3 separate regions of the Mus musculus genome follow, and all the other regions are linked to region 2. The links are chromatin contacts, called in public promoter capture Hi-C maps. All regions are on one chromosome and are shown on one strand. The core of a region is the stretch at or near the end of the contact, and the rest is flanking DNA. Distances in the headings are between cores, read along the strand shown.

Region 1 (4,681 bases), core at 683-3,182, 300 kb before region 2:
GAGCACTGGCTGGCGCCATGTGACGAGGCCCTCTGGGAAGCCTTTTTGGTCACCAGAGTACCGCTTTGGGCTTCCACCTCCTCACGTGTCCGCAGAAACTGGAGCATTATCGTGATTCCGTCCAGCTGACATATCAAATAACGAAAGGTCTACTGACAGTAAACTTTACTTTTAAGCATCTAACGGCCAAGTTCTACTTGATTTTGGACATGGCAGAGACCTGGCCAAATGAGGATATAATTAGAACACCAAGCAACATCCTACACCTTCTTCATCTCCATCAGCACTTCCTTCCCCAGTGAAGGAAGTCACGGTTTCTTAGGGGATAAGCTGCTTTTAAGGAAGTAAGCTGCAATTCTGATAAGCATAAAAGCAAAGTATGCATGTCCCAAGAATAGCTATGTAAATAGAAGATATGATGCCAATATAAGTGAAGAGTAGGCTTTGATAAATAAATTTAGTTCCTCAGAAGTAGTAGTTGTTTGTTGTTATTATTATTATTATTATTTACTTTACTTGAATGGTGATGTTCCAGTGAACATTTTAAGTAATAACATTTTAAGATCTATATATTCTAGGTCTTATTTCTCCCTCATCATACATGCTGCTGACATCTCTAATCACAGCTGGTCGGTGGATGATGAACACGTCTAGTTATGAATCTGAAAACTGAGTACTGCCCCAGACTGCTTCATCATATTGCCCCTTTGATTAAAAGTTTCCCCAGAACTCTCAAAGATGTTCAGCAAAACATAATTTCGTAGAAACAAAGATCCAAATGAGTAACAAACATTTAAGAATAACTTAAACAGTAACTCAAGTTTCTGAGCCCTCAATGTCCTTGTTGGATGAGGCCAATAATCAAGGTATTATAACTGTGATGTCAACCAAGTAACGTGATATGTGCATAGAAGATGCCTGTGGGCTTGCTTCATATAAACAAGGCACCCTATTTCTTATGGAGGGATGCACATCTGTTATCACTCTTTGAACTTCTTAAAGAAAAGATACCTATATATGTCCTAGGTTACTCCTGGTGCTTTCGAGTCAGCAACCCTCCCGACCCCGTCTCTCTCTCTCTATCCAGCCCTTTTATATGAGTCTATTATAGGACCAGCACACAGTATGGCTGTGAATAGGCTTTGCTTTCTTCTGCCCTTAACCGGAATCCCTCTCTGGCCTCTGAGCATCCACCATTTTCTCTTCAATATAATGTCCACTTATGGACCATCTTGGCAGTAGTTGGACACAAGTCAAGACATGTATGATAGGCTCATATATCAGTACATCAAAAATAATTTATCATTTCTGGTTCCCTAAATCAGCACTCCGTTGCTTCTCAATCTACTTATAACCCTGGGAAAAGGAAACAAAACAAGAGTGAATGGGCTAGCAAGTCAGGGTCCATCTTTTATCAGACTTTGAAACCTCTTCATTGAGAGAAAAGAAATCTTTAAAAAAAAAAACCCAAACCAAAGATGGAAGGTTTTTTTTTTTTCTGAATTTAAATGGACAATTTTAAATATTCACATCTACAAATACAATTCTCATTTTAACTGCATTTGCTTTTAGAAATAAGGATAAGTTAAAAATTAAATGGCTCCACCCATGAACTTTGATGCATATCTTACAGAGAGGATTCATCAGAACTCAGTAGTGTGGTCCGTTAGTTAAAAAATGCAAACTGGCATGACGCAACTACACAACTTCAGTCATTCTGGAATAATCTCAGAAACAATAACAAAGAGAGTCCAAAGATTTGAAAAGGCCCTCAGCAGACTCCGCAGTGGCTTCTGTGTGCTGACAGCAGAGCTTGCTCTGTGGTTGCCAGTGTCTAACAGTAAACAGTCCTGCTGCACTTATTGGCAATTACTGCTGAAGGTCGCACATCAGCAGTGAGCTTAAATTCCAGGAAAAAAAGAAAGGGCTTATGTAACGGCTGCCTGAGGGTTGGCAGGTTCCCAACTCAGCAGTTTGCAGCAATGTAAGAAAGTAGGACGCCTCCACCGGGTCGGACGTCATGAGCGCGCCCCCTGAAGGTGAAAACTAGCAATTCCTAAGCGGCTGTCTGCACCCCTACCCCCACTCCCACCCTTCACATCCTGAATATTACAGACATTTTTGTCTGTGGCATCACTAGCTTGTAGGGGAGAGAAGTTTAGGTCACAATAAATAAAATCAGGCTACAGCTACTCTGGGTGACAAGGATATCTGTTGTGTTGTTTTGTTTTTTTTTTTCAATACAGGAAAGCAAAGTTGCAGTTGCCTGCTGTCACCAGGGTGACAGTAATTCAGTGAGGATGTCATATTAAGTGAAGAGGAATGGGCATGTCTGTTGAACTACAGCACACACTTTTAAAACACACAACTTAGTATCAAGGACAAAAATGAGGAAACCTAGATGGCCCACCCCATCATCCACTACTGCTGCCTAAACCCCAAGTATGTTCTTAAAAGGCATGGCACTTCCTAGTTTAGAAAAGTAGGTCCTGCCTTGAGGTTCCCCACTGCATTCTTGCCTGACCTCTGAAGTGACTACTTGCCCTTCTGACATATCGAGAAAGCCCCAGATAACATTTCCCCACAATTCCATGTATTTCTATCATGCTGCATGACAGGCTGGGGTAACTTTTCCATTAATTTGTATGGTCTCTAGCAGAGTCTCCAGCACGGCAGATACTATGTTTTTGGAGGCACATTGTATCAAACCCTTAACATAGTACCTGGAACCTAACAGATGCTTCCAGTGATAGAAATCAGGATCTTTAACATCAGCTGATGTCCATTTATGGCCAGTGAGGGAGCTTTCTGTATCTTGATCTTTATCTGCGGCTCCCTCTGTATAGTTACCCCTGGCAACTGTCAGAACCATAGGATACCAATACTCTGTGGCCCTGGCCCTTCTGATAACTGACTGGCCTTTGTCATCAGTCCAAGATTTTGGGGGGATGTATAGTCCCAAGCACACAAATGTAGCAATCCATGAAGCTTCACACACACAGTGCAGGTAGTTTTTCTATCCCCACCCCACCCTCACCCCCGCATCCACCCCTAGTTTGTTTCTCCTATCTCCAGTGAACAAGATCAAGTCGGGGTAAAGATAGAGACTGCCTCTCTTGCCAAGAAGCAAACACAAACACCGACACCCTCCTGTTCCTGGTGTCAATTAAAATTTTATTCTAGAGGGCAGCTGGGAAGAGCCTGTACATGCATGCTCTTTATGAGAAGTTTGTGCCTCTACCCTTACTTTAGCGTCTTGCCCAAAGTCCTGATGTTCATGCAGGAGGTCTTTCCCTCTCTCCCAAGTTGTTTGCAGCCATCTATTCCCCGAGATACTCAACTGTCCTTATCGTCATCAAAAGGCAGTGGCTCTTCCGCAATGAGAAATTGGAGGGACCATGCATGCTTACTATTTGCCCCACTGCCACCACCATGATCACTCGGGACAGAAGCCTTCAGTGTTAGGTGTGAGGCTCGTCCCTACCCAGATCCTTTGCTGTCAGGAGCTCTCATTAAACTTCTGTAGAAGCACAGCTGTGGACTACAGCTTCCCCAAGAACACACTGGTAGAAGGTTGCGGGGGGGGGGCGGGGGGGGATTGTACCACAGGGAGCTGTGATAGTTTCCAGAATGGGCTGATAATAAAGGCCAATCAGTCACCTCTGAGAAGAGGGCCAGAGCCAATAGCCTGAGGGACCAGGGACAGGGTGTTGGTGTCCCTGGGTTCTGACGGTTGCCAGGGGTAACTACGCAGAGGGGAGCCACAGTTGCTTCCTCAGGGAATTTTCAAAGAATCTAAGCGCCTGCCAGAACATTCTTCTTTTATAAACAGACAGTATTCTATTTCCTAGAGTATAATTATAAACACACCTGCTCCAACTGTGGAATCTTTCCATAAGCAAGCAATAAACTCCCAGCCAGGAGAACCAAGTAGTATCCTGAGCAAGCAAACACATCAACTGATTTACTATGGTGCAAACAGTGTATTAATAATGCTACACAGACCACAGTGGAGGGGGGGGGGTTCCTTTCCCTGACTTAATCTGTACTTAAGCAAATAGAAATTCAACCTCAATAGCCCAGGGGGAGAAGTTTATAGGGAGGCATTTATAACTCAAGGAAGAAACAAGAGTATTGAAGGGTGTCAGCATACTAAGTTCAGTCCAGGACATTCTAGCATAGAAATAATTCAAAAATGGGAAAGCTACATATGAAATAAGGGAAAATGACTGTGCTAAAAGTAATTAATGAAGCTGCAGGGGTCCTCCCCTTCTTCACCCTTCTACCATCCTAGGAAACACATCTAATTAAAGTATAGACCTGCTGTGTCTGATTAAAATAAGGGCAAATGTTTTTATATAGAATTCACCTTATAGACCTGTATGAAACTAAACTAGCCACATGTAAGACCTAACTCTATAGTTGTGTGGGCAAAGAGCGGCCATTTACCTCTCTGAATGCCGTTCCTGAGACAGCTAGTCCACATTCATAACCGTGTGTGTTGCTTCAGGTTGCAAATCTGTGGTGCAGCTGAACTTTTCTTAGGTATAATTAAGCCATTTATTAAGGTTTTTCAACTATGAGTGTATTAAACTAAAGTGAAAAGATACTGGATAGCATGCCCATCCTGGGAGTTTCATTCCAAAAAAAAAAAAAAAATCAGATAAAATCCTATCCCAGT
Region 2 (4,381 bases), core at 606-3,105:
AGTGACTGGCCGTTTTACAGATGTAAGACATAAGGCAGTACTTACATATAGTGTGTATGTGATAAGTATCAGCCTCTAGGTTTACTTGCATGCTCCTTATTCTGTGAGTAGAATTAGTGTGTTTAATACCATATTTTATGCATGATCCCAGAAGCAAAAATTGTAGGTTTTTAGACAATGGAGTGCCATCCATCCTGGTGTGAGCAACTTGGATGAAGTTTCAAGGATTCTCTTCCCTTTTGACCTAGCATGAGTAGAACAAACAGAACGAAGGAAATGGCTCTTCTCCTTCACCTCAAAAGCAGGGGGCACTGCTTGAATTCGCCACTGCAGGAGTCTGTGCTTCTCTAATGAGAACCTGGGAAGCTGTTCATTTGGTTTGTGTTTCTCACATAGGCTGTGCTCCTAATTTGAACTTCCCTCTACCTTTGACCTTCCTCTGCCATCACCTTCCCCTTCCTCTTTTAATGCAATAATTAAACTTCTTTCTCTCTTGTTCTCTCTCCTCCTTTCCTCCTTCCCCCTTCCCCCTTTCCCCCTTTCCTTCTTTCTTTCCTTCTTTTCTTTTCTTTTCTTTTCTTTTCTTTTCTTTTCTTTTCTTTCCTTTCCTTTCCTTTCCTTTCCTTTCCTTTCCTTTCCTTTCTTTCTTTCTTTCTTTCTTTCTTTCTTTCTTTCTTTCTTTCTTGCCTCTGCCTCCCAAGTGCTGAGATTAAAGGCATTTACCACCATGCCCAGCTAGGGTACACTTTTCATTGATTCTTTCCTAGGGAATAAATAACATTTCACCTAATTCAAAAAGCTTTATTCTCAGTAGTGCTTTTATGTACTTACTCTTAAAATTCCCTTTCACGTGAATACTGAGCATAAAAGAATTATTGGGACATCTTATTTTGTACCTTGGGAAGAGATTCTGTGACATCTCGAAGATGGTTGATTGCTTAGAGGCAAGGTCAGTTTGAGGGTCCATGGTGTTCTGATGGCGTGGACTCTATGACTGCACAGCCCTCTCTGCTCAATAGCTGTGAGCCTAGGACAAGGCAAACATGTCATTACTCTCAGGCTTCCAATTTCCTTATCCTTAAAATAATACTTCCTGTTTTCAGGTTCATCTTTGGGAATCAGATGGCATAAAAAGGCAGTAATTGTGATGTAGAACAATGTTTTACATTATGGGATGTTTGAAAGCAGAGTGCCTTTCTTTAAAGGGGGTTGGGGAGCGGCAGATTTGATGATCAGCACCCATCACTCCCGCTCTCAGGATGCTGCAATATCCTGGCTTACAGTAGTGGTACTTTGCCTAATAATAGAAGATGGCAGAAGTGGCTGAAGAAACTTGTAGGAACGGTGAGCAGAACCTGTCTTAGTCACACCCATGATGCCCCTATTGCTGTGTTAGTATGCAGGCATGGATGATGTTTTTGTTGCCCTGGGCTGCTGGAACCTTGCCTATGGAGTCCATGTCATCTGCCAGCTGGAAGGCTTGCCTAGAAGTCAAGTGTGCCAGGGAACCCAGCACACAGTTAACCAGGGCAAGGGCAACTTAACTCCCAATTCTTAGCACTCAACCGAGTTCACTTCTCAAGGTTGTAGAGAATAAAATCTCTCCCTTTAATCTGCATTCCTCTGCATTTAAAGTTCGAAGGAAGTCTTTGATGACCAATATTTGGGGTCCTAGAAGACATAGTCTTTCTTTTCATTTATTTTAGTTTAAACACTTGTGTTCTTTGACTTTAAAAGTGTTTTTGTTTATAGAAAATTCCAAACATATAAAAGTAGAAACAAATCCTCTGCTGAGCCTCTGTGCTCTGCAGTCAGCTTCACTATCAGGTCACAGTGGACCTGGCTGTCTCCGTGCTTGTTCCTTCTTGTCCCCAGTGATGTGTAGGAGGCCCAGAAGCCTGTTGTCCGTGTGTTTGAAGAGACCTCTTCAGTAATTGCTTCAGATTTTGCGTTTTCCTGAAAACGGCTTAGTCTTCTACTGCCTTACAGCTTACGCTGACTTTCATCATTATATGTTTTTTTTCCCCACTCAAAAACCCCAATTGTGGCTGGACATTCATACCTCCCAGCACTTGAAACACAGAGGTAGCCAGATCTCTATGAACGTGAGGCATCCTGGCCTAGATAGGGACTTCCAGGCCAGCCAGGTCTCCCCTGGTGCGACCCAGGCTCAAAACAAGCAAATAAACAAGCAAGTACTCCCCAGATTACCTTGGTATAATTGATATTTATATGCAACAAGCCACATATATTTGAAGTATTCATTTTAGTTCAGTTTGATAATTGTCCATGAAATAATCCCAATCAGAATAGTGACTATAGGAGTCATCTTGTGTCACCTTGTAACCTCTGTGTCTCATGCCTCAGAAATTTGTGATCCTCTTTCTAGAAAGCACAGATTCTGTGGAATTGATTTCAGTTTTAGATAAATGGAATTATATATTATGCATTCTATTTTGTCTCGCTTTTTTTTTCATAATGCCAGCCTTTTACCTATTCTACAGATGTTATTGGGCTCCCACCAGGTACCATTTTGAAAGCTATAAAGGCCTGTTAGGAGGCTATTATAGTTGGTTCTGCTGACAAATGATGGTAGTTTGAATCAGAGAGGTTGCCATGGAGATGATGAGCTGCCATTCATTAGAACTCTCCTTTGGAGGTAAAGCTAATTGGACTACTTGGATGTAAGGATGAAAGAGAGGGAGGAATTCAGATCATCTCCCAGGATTGGGAGATATTTTGAGATAGTCACAAAACTGCTGTTTAAATATTTTTAAAAGCAAAGAATAGCTTCCCTTGTCCAATAGAAAATTATGAATTTCAGTTTTTCTCTCTGGTGTTGGGATATGATTTGAATTAGGCTAGCAGAAAGACCTTAGGAAGAAGGGGAATATTTTTGGATTTTTTTCAATGTATATTGAAGTGACATTAATTCTGCTATCTTTGACCCACAGGTTTCTGTTTTCATTTTAGTGATAAAAAGATCAATTCAACCAAGTCTGATGCCATTGTTGAGTCAGACTGTACTTTGTGATGGTACTTTAGCTATGGTAATTTTATTAGAGTATAAAACAGCCTGTCTTCAGTCTACAAGTATTATTAACATACCATGAATTTTATTAGGACTTGGACAACTCTACTTGGGAATTGAGCATTAGACAAACTAGATCAAATGTTCTCTGTGGATTTGAATGTGAAGTTATGCACTACCAGGGCTATTAAGTTCATGAGTACCTTTGGGAAATCTGAGTTAGTTATAAATTAATAATATGAAGTAACATCAGCATGACACAGATCTCCTGTCATTTGTTTAATGTGTTCTACACATTATCTCCTTCAGTCCCTACATCTGTCCAGAGAAGCTGGGATGGTTATTATTTCTGTTTTTCAAAGGAGGAACCTGGGGGCATAGAGGGGTGGCATAACTATCTCAAAGGCTCATTCAGTGTCAGGAGCAGGATTTGAACCTAGTTTGATTGAACCCTTGGTTTTCATCCTAAGCTAACATTTGAGGTGAATCTTGAGTTTAATGAATAGCTGGGAGTAGACGTGTTAGGCAGAGAGAGTAAGTGTTCCTGGGCGGCTGATGAGAAGTGCTATCTGTGAGTAGGAAGAACGCAGGGCTTCTAGGCAGCTCTCTGGGTTAGCTGAGCAGATACTTCACGGAGAGATCTATGAGGCCATTTAAAGGAGTCCTTGACATTTTGAATAGTTTCATAATCCCTCTTTTTAGTTTCTTAGAGGCAAAAAAGCTCATATCGTAAATATGTGTACATGGTATGGTGTGGCTGATATCAAAGACATTTTCTAATTTCAAACAACTTGTATCGTGATCTCCACTGCTTCTCCCCTTTCTCTTAGGCCTTGATTTCCATTATGATCGAAAAGAGAAGTCTGCAGTGGTTGTAAACTGCCTGATCTTCCCTGCACTGCCCACACTCTGCAATGGCTTTGGGGCTGTAGGCCAGGATTTGAGCACCACTGGAGTGCTCCCACACGCTCCATATTTGTACATGTGACATTTTCAGTGTCATGGCAGATCTTTTTCTTAGAGTCTCATTCATTTATTTTTTTAATTATTTGTACTTTGTTTTGCAATGTTTTTATTAGGATGCATCAATTATACACAATAGTAGTTTATATAATAATTATAGTATTATAATATTTTCATCCACATCTAGAATTATCTTTTTCACCTCATTGCCTTCTTATCCTGATCCCAATCATTCTGATTCCCATAGCCCCATAACTAGTCCTGTGTGTGTGTGTTTGTGTGTGTGTGTGTGTGTGTGTGTGTGTGTGTGTGTGTGTCTCCATCTGTCCATCCTAGTGAGTTTCATTAGGGTTGCTTATTGAGTTATGGGTGAGGGGTTTTTTGGAA
Region 3 (4,570 bases), core at 19-2,518, 330 kb before region 2:
ATCTAAGTGTGGGCAGGCTCTGAAGTGGCAAGTGGCGCTAAGATATAGAGCGGCGGTCAGCTGTGAACACCAAGAACGTTCTCAGAACTGAGGGCTCCAGATTTGTGTCTGAGGTGACTGAATTGCTTCATATTCAGGATCAAGCTGCTGCCTAGCCCAGTAAAAACCACTGTAGGTAGGGCTTGCCCAGCACAAGCGCAGCAGTAGAGCACTTGCCCTGGGTTCTACATCCAACACCAGGGAGAAAGAGAAAAAAGTCTCAACCACGAAGTTCACTCTCTTGGAAGGTTTCCAAAGGGAAAGTCCCTCAAGTTACTCAGAGGGAAAAAAAAATTACCTACTCAGTCTGGAATCTGGGATGTTTTATGCAGATGTCTGCCGCTCTAGTTAATGAAGGGAAGTCAGCCGGCCTTTGATTATTCAAACAGCTACCTCCAGTAAGGATTGCACAACTCGTAAGCAATGAAGGGGTGGGCTTGACTTTTTAAATTTTTTTTTAACTTTAAAAATCTTAAGCCTGTTTTGCTGGAACTGTCCCCCCCCCCACCCCCACCCCCAACCCACCCCCACCCCCCCCCGCTGGAGTTTTTCATCTCAACTTATTCTTTTGTACTTGTTAAAAGCTTCCGCTCTGCTGAGAGTGTGGACACAAAGTCAGCACAGAAACCTGGGTGGCTTCCCTCAGAAGCCGAGGTGCAGGGAGCAGGGAGCTCTCCCTGGCAGCCACAGGGCTCTCAGCCCTTCCTTCCTTCCTTGCTATGTATCAGAGTCAGGGAGGGAGGGTGTGTGTGTGTGTGTACACGAGCTCTCACACACATGCACTGTTCTCGAGACAGATGGAGGATCAAACCCAGTTTCACCCGTGCCAAGTACACACTGTCCCACTTAGCTAATTCCCTAGCACATGACTTTTTCTATTTTTTTTAAAATGTGTGTTAATCCAACCTGTAACTTTCAGGTAACAGGGGTCATCATTGTGGGACAAACTTCCCTTGTTTTCCTTTTATAAAGTGTGACTCTATTTCATAATAATATGGCTAGAGGGGACAGATGTCATTCAGTTTAGGGCAAGAGCAGAGACCAGGATGTAGGGAAACACAAACAACCGCTCTCCTCCGGGGCAAACTGCTGTGCTAGGAGCAACGGAATCCACCTGGTTCCGGAGCAATCTAGCAGGAGACAGAAAGCTTCCATCCCGCCACAGGGAGGCTAAGCCCGGGCAATGGAGGGAGTGGTTACGAAAAATCACGGGAAAATAGACAGGGGAGGGTGGGAAAGGAGCACCTTAGGAAAAACTCTTCTGAGGCCCTGGGGCTACACAATGGGGGTGTTTGTGGAAGGGAGGGAAAATATTCCTGTTTCCTGAGGCAGCTCCAAGAAATCACGAGTGGGCGTGAGAAACAAGGAAGCGCATGGATTAAAAAGAAAGAAAAGAAAAGAAGGGGGTGGGGAGTCAGGGAAGGAGAGAGCAGGATCCTTGAGAAACAGGGGAATTAAAAAACACCATGGCAACAATGCGGCCCACCTACTACCCCTGGCCGCCCACCCACAGCCTGATTCTTTACTGACGCATTTTGAGAACAAGCTGGTTCCTACCAGCTCAGGAAGGTGAGCAAACCCAGAGCTCATTAAATCCCAGCTCTGCGACTCTTGCCTGCCTGCAGATAGTGAGCAAGGAGGACATAAATAGAAGTTATGTAACAGCGCTTTGTTGATTCCTGTGCTCACCAAAAACATGCGGCATGACCTGGTTTTTCTTTAAAGTTCGCCTTGGCCTGCAGGTTGCCGACTCTAAGGCAGTGAGGAACCATCTTAATGTTTAAACAGCAGGATACAGACTTCCGAGTTAAAAGGAACTCAGGCCAAAGCTAGGAATCCTTGGGGCAAGTTATCTCTGGATATTTAAAAAAAACAAACAAACAAACAAACAAAAAAAAAACCAAGAATAACAACAACAACAAAAAACCAACAAACAACACAATAGTAACAAAAACGGGTGAAAAATCTTGAGATTTCCTCTTAGGACCTTTCCTGATGAAAACTGAAAAACTTGAGGGTAAACGCCCACAGCAGAGCCTCAGGAGAGTGGCTCCTGTGGGTTTTACAGGGAGATGACAGAATGAACAAAGAAATAGAATAGAAAAGAAAGCAAGCATGAGTGCCCCTCGGTATGGTGGAGGAGGAGGTTTATTGTAGATAAAAAGGAGAGAGAGCCCAGAGTTAGAGTATGCAGGCACATCTGGGAGAGTCCAGAGTAGATGTGACTAGACGGAGAGGCACTATTTGAGGAAGGGGGGAGGGGGAAGAGAGGAGATCCATGTGCATCATCCACAAGACCCAAACAGACACCAAGAGCAGGCAACCAAAAAGGCCCAGCCCCTGGACTGGAGAAATTTAAGCTAGGGGGTGGGGTGTGCCAGCCAAGAGGGCCCTGTAACAGGTAAGGATTGAGGGACAGGACAGGCCCGCTTTGACATGTTACATAGCCACCCCAACCATTCGTCCCAGGTTTGAAACCCAACATCTAGTAGCAGAGATCAAGATTTCCAGCTAAGGGCTGGGTTCTAACTACCTTTCAGACACAGGCAGCTGTCTCTCTTTTCCTTAACAGGCAGGACAGTAAGAATCCAGGAGGCTACAAAGGCCTCCCACAAACAAGATGACACCAACAAGCTTTGCTCTGCCAAACCAACAGGCCCTAAAGCCTGGCCTGTTTTGGCCAGGCCCTCCAGTGGCTGAGTCCTGCCTGGGCTCAGTCATAGTCTCTCCTAGGCTTCCTTCTAAGGAGCTGTGCTTACAGGATGCGCCCCTGAGCCAGAAGACTTCTTACTTAACCTGTTGATGCTGTCAGACTGTTTCAAACACTGTTACCATGGAAACTTCCCTAGTGGATTGTTCTTCAAGACAACAGTACAGGTGCTGGTCCCAGGAAGCTTTTCTTGAATCTTAGGATGTACGGTGTAGACTACGGAGACTTTTAAACCCATAATGTAAGGGTTTCAACTCAAATGTTTTCAAAGATCAGACCGGTAGGCATCAGTCAAATGAAGGGTAGGATGTGATGTCCCTAGAGCACAAAGATGGGCCACTTTAGTGCTCCAAGTCTAGGTAAGTTCAGCATTTTGGGCAAGCAAAATCACTCCGGTGGGCTATAATCAGCTCAGCGGCTCTCATTGTACTGTGGGATTTCCTTCCTTATCAGAAGTCAGAGGTAGTCAAAACCTGAGCACTTAGATCAGGCAGGAGGCTGGGGATCAAATGAAAGCAATTAAAGATATCTTTGTCACAATATTAAAAAGGTTCAGATGACTCATATAACGACTAGGACACGAGATGGTGGTTGTTTGTTTTTCGTTTAAAAAGATCAAAGATCAGCAACAAGGATTCATGGTGATTAATCACAAACCCCTCACCTAACCCTAACCGGGGAGGAAAGCAGCACAAGATTCAAGGCAGTGGTAGAAAACGCCTCTGGACAGCCTCTGGTTTGGCTGTGACACTGACTGCAGGGAGTCTTTCTATAAGCCCATTAGCTCCATGCCTTCCCCTGTTCTCCATCCCTGCAGGGAAGCAGCTATTCTCCTGTCTACAGTACAGAGAGTGGGGAACTGGCAGAAACCAACACATCTTCATGTGCCGACGCAGCAACGTTGCCAGGTAACAAATGTAGAAATGTACTCAGAAAACTGTATGTGACAATATGCAACCTCCGCTCTGCAGCTGATAACCAAGAGAGTGTTAAAACACTATGTTCTCTTAACACTTCGGCTTTAGTGTGAAAATAAAATTAAATGGGATACTTCCTCTTGTAAATACAAGGCAGGCATACATCTCACACACACATGCCAAACTGGGAACAGTAGAAGGGGGTTTGTGACACCCCTCACTGGTCTATCCCAGCAATCCCGCTCCACGAGGAGTCCAGAAAACCCCGAGAAATGTAGCGACTGAACACGAGCCTTTTTACGGTGGATATATTCGCCTCTGGCCAGACAGAGCTACGCATGATGAGAAAACAAATGCAAACTGAAGAAAAGCTTATACAACAATATGAAACTGAATGTGCTTCCCTGTGCGGGTTCATGAGTCAACCTTTAAAACTGATTGCCTATGCCAAAGCAGCAAGTGCTTGCTGCTCAGATCAATCAAGAACTATGGCCTTCTCTCACCTCCAAAGATAAAGCAGACACTACTAACAAGGCCATGGTCAGGGTGAACAGTTGACTGACGAACTTCCTGCCTGTGTGACCCAAAGACTGTGTCATATGGAATGTAGGTGAAAGAGTGGGGAGGGAGAAAGACTTGCATTCAAACCTTGGTCCTGACAGCTGGAGACTGAGTGATACTGGATTTACTGGACAGGTGGAGCCTTGGGTTCCTCGTCCGTAACTGAGGGCATCTCATATAACCCAACTGCTTTCCATGCCACAGTTTCACAGGAAAGTCTTCCTGTCACTAATTTTCATTGACCTGGGAACCTGAAACTTGCTGGAGGTGAAACCTGTAACGTGTACAAGTTTTATTTGGCAAGCGAGCAATGCCCAGGCTGAAGGGAAAAGCCTTTCATGGC

The links. Capture Hi-C pulls out chosen DNA fragments and counts their contacts.
Region 1: a contact with region 2 is called in a promoter capture Hi-C map of adipose tissue. The contact joins two enhancer-like sites. A contact is called at or near these places in 1 of 484 Hi-C or Micro-C datasets (bone marrow-derived macrophages) and 4 of 9 other capture datasets (adipose tissue, embryonic stem cells, liver and 1 more).
Region 3: a contact with region 2 is called in a promoter capture Hi-C map of adipose tissue. The contact joins two enhancer-like sites. A contact is called at or near these places in 1 of 484 Hi-C or Micro-C datasets (bone marrow-derived macrophages) and 1 of 9 other capture datasets (adipose tissue).

What each region holds. Positions count from the first base shown.
Region 1 is chr6:108,424,237-108,428,917 of GRCm38.p6, reverse strand. The region is part of intron 40 of Itpr1 (inositol 1,4,5-trisphosphate receptor 1); the gene reads right to left. Among named protein-coding and RNA genes, the nearest start is that of Gm35165, 46 kb to the left of the region's middle. Within about 2 kb of position 1,932, at least 158 of the 459 cell types and tissues checked have an H3K27ac peak or open chromatin away from gene starts, as enhancers often do. A contact at or near this core is called in adipose tissue, where this site is marked.
Region 2 is chr6:108,123,910-108,128,290 of GRCm38.p6, reverse strand. All of the region lies in intron 7 of Sumf1 (sulfatase modifying factor 1), which reads left to right. Among named protein-coding and RNA genes, the nearest start is that of Sumf1, 59 kb to the left of the region's middle. Within about 2 kb of position 1,855, at least 7 of the 459 cell types and tissues checked have an H3K27ac peak or open chromatin away from gene starts, as enhancers often do. A contact at or near this core is called in adipose tissue, where this site is marked.
Region 3 is chr6:108,453,444-108,458,013 of GRCm38.p6, reverse strand. The region is part of intron 44 of Itpr1 (inositol 1,4,5-trisphosphate receptor 1); the gene reads right to left. Gm35165 (a long non-coding RNA gene) reads left to right here. Exons shown (of 5, transcript XR_869349.3): 4 at 3,567-3,657. Among named protein-coding and RNA genes, the nearest start is that of Gm35165, 17 kb to the left of the region's middle. Within about 2 kb of position 1,268, at least 206 of the 459 cell types and tissues checked have an H3K27ac peak or open chromatin away from gene starts, as enhancers often do. A contact at or near this core is called in adipose tissue, where this site is marked.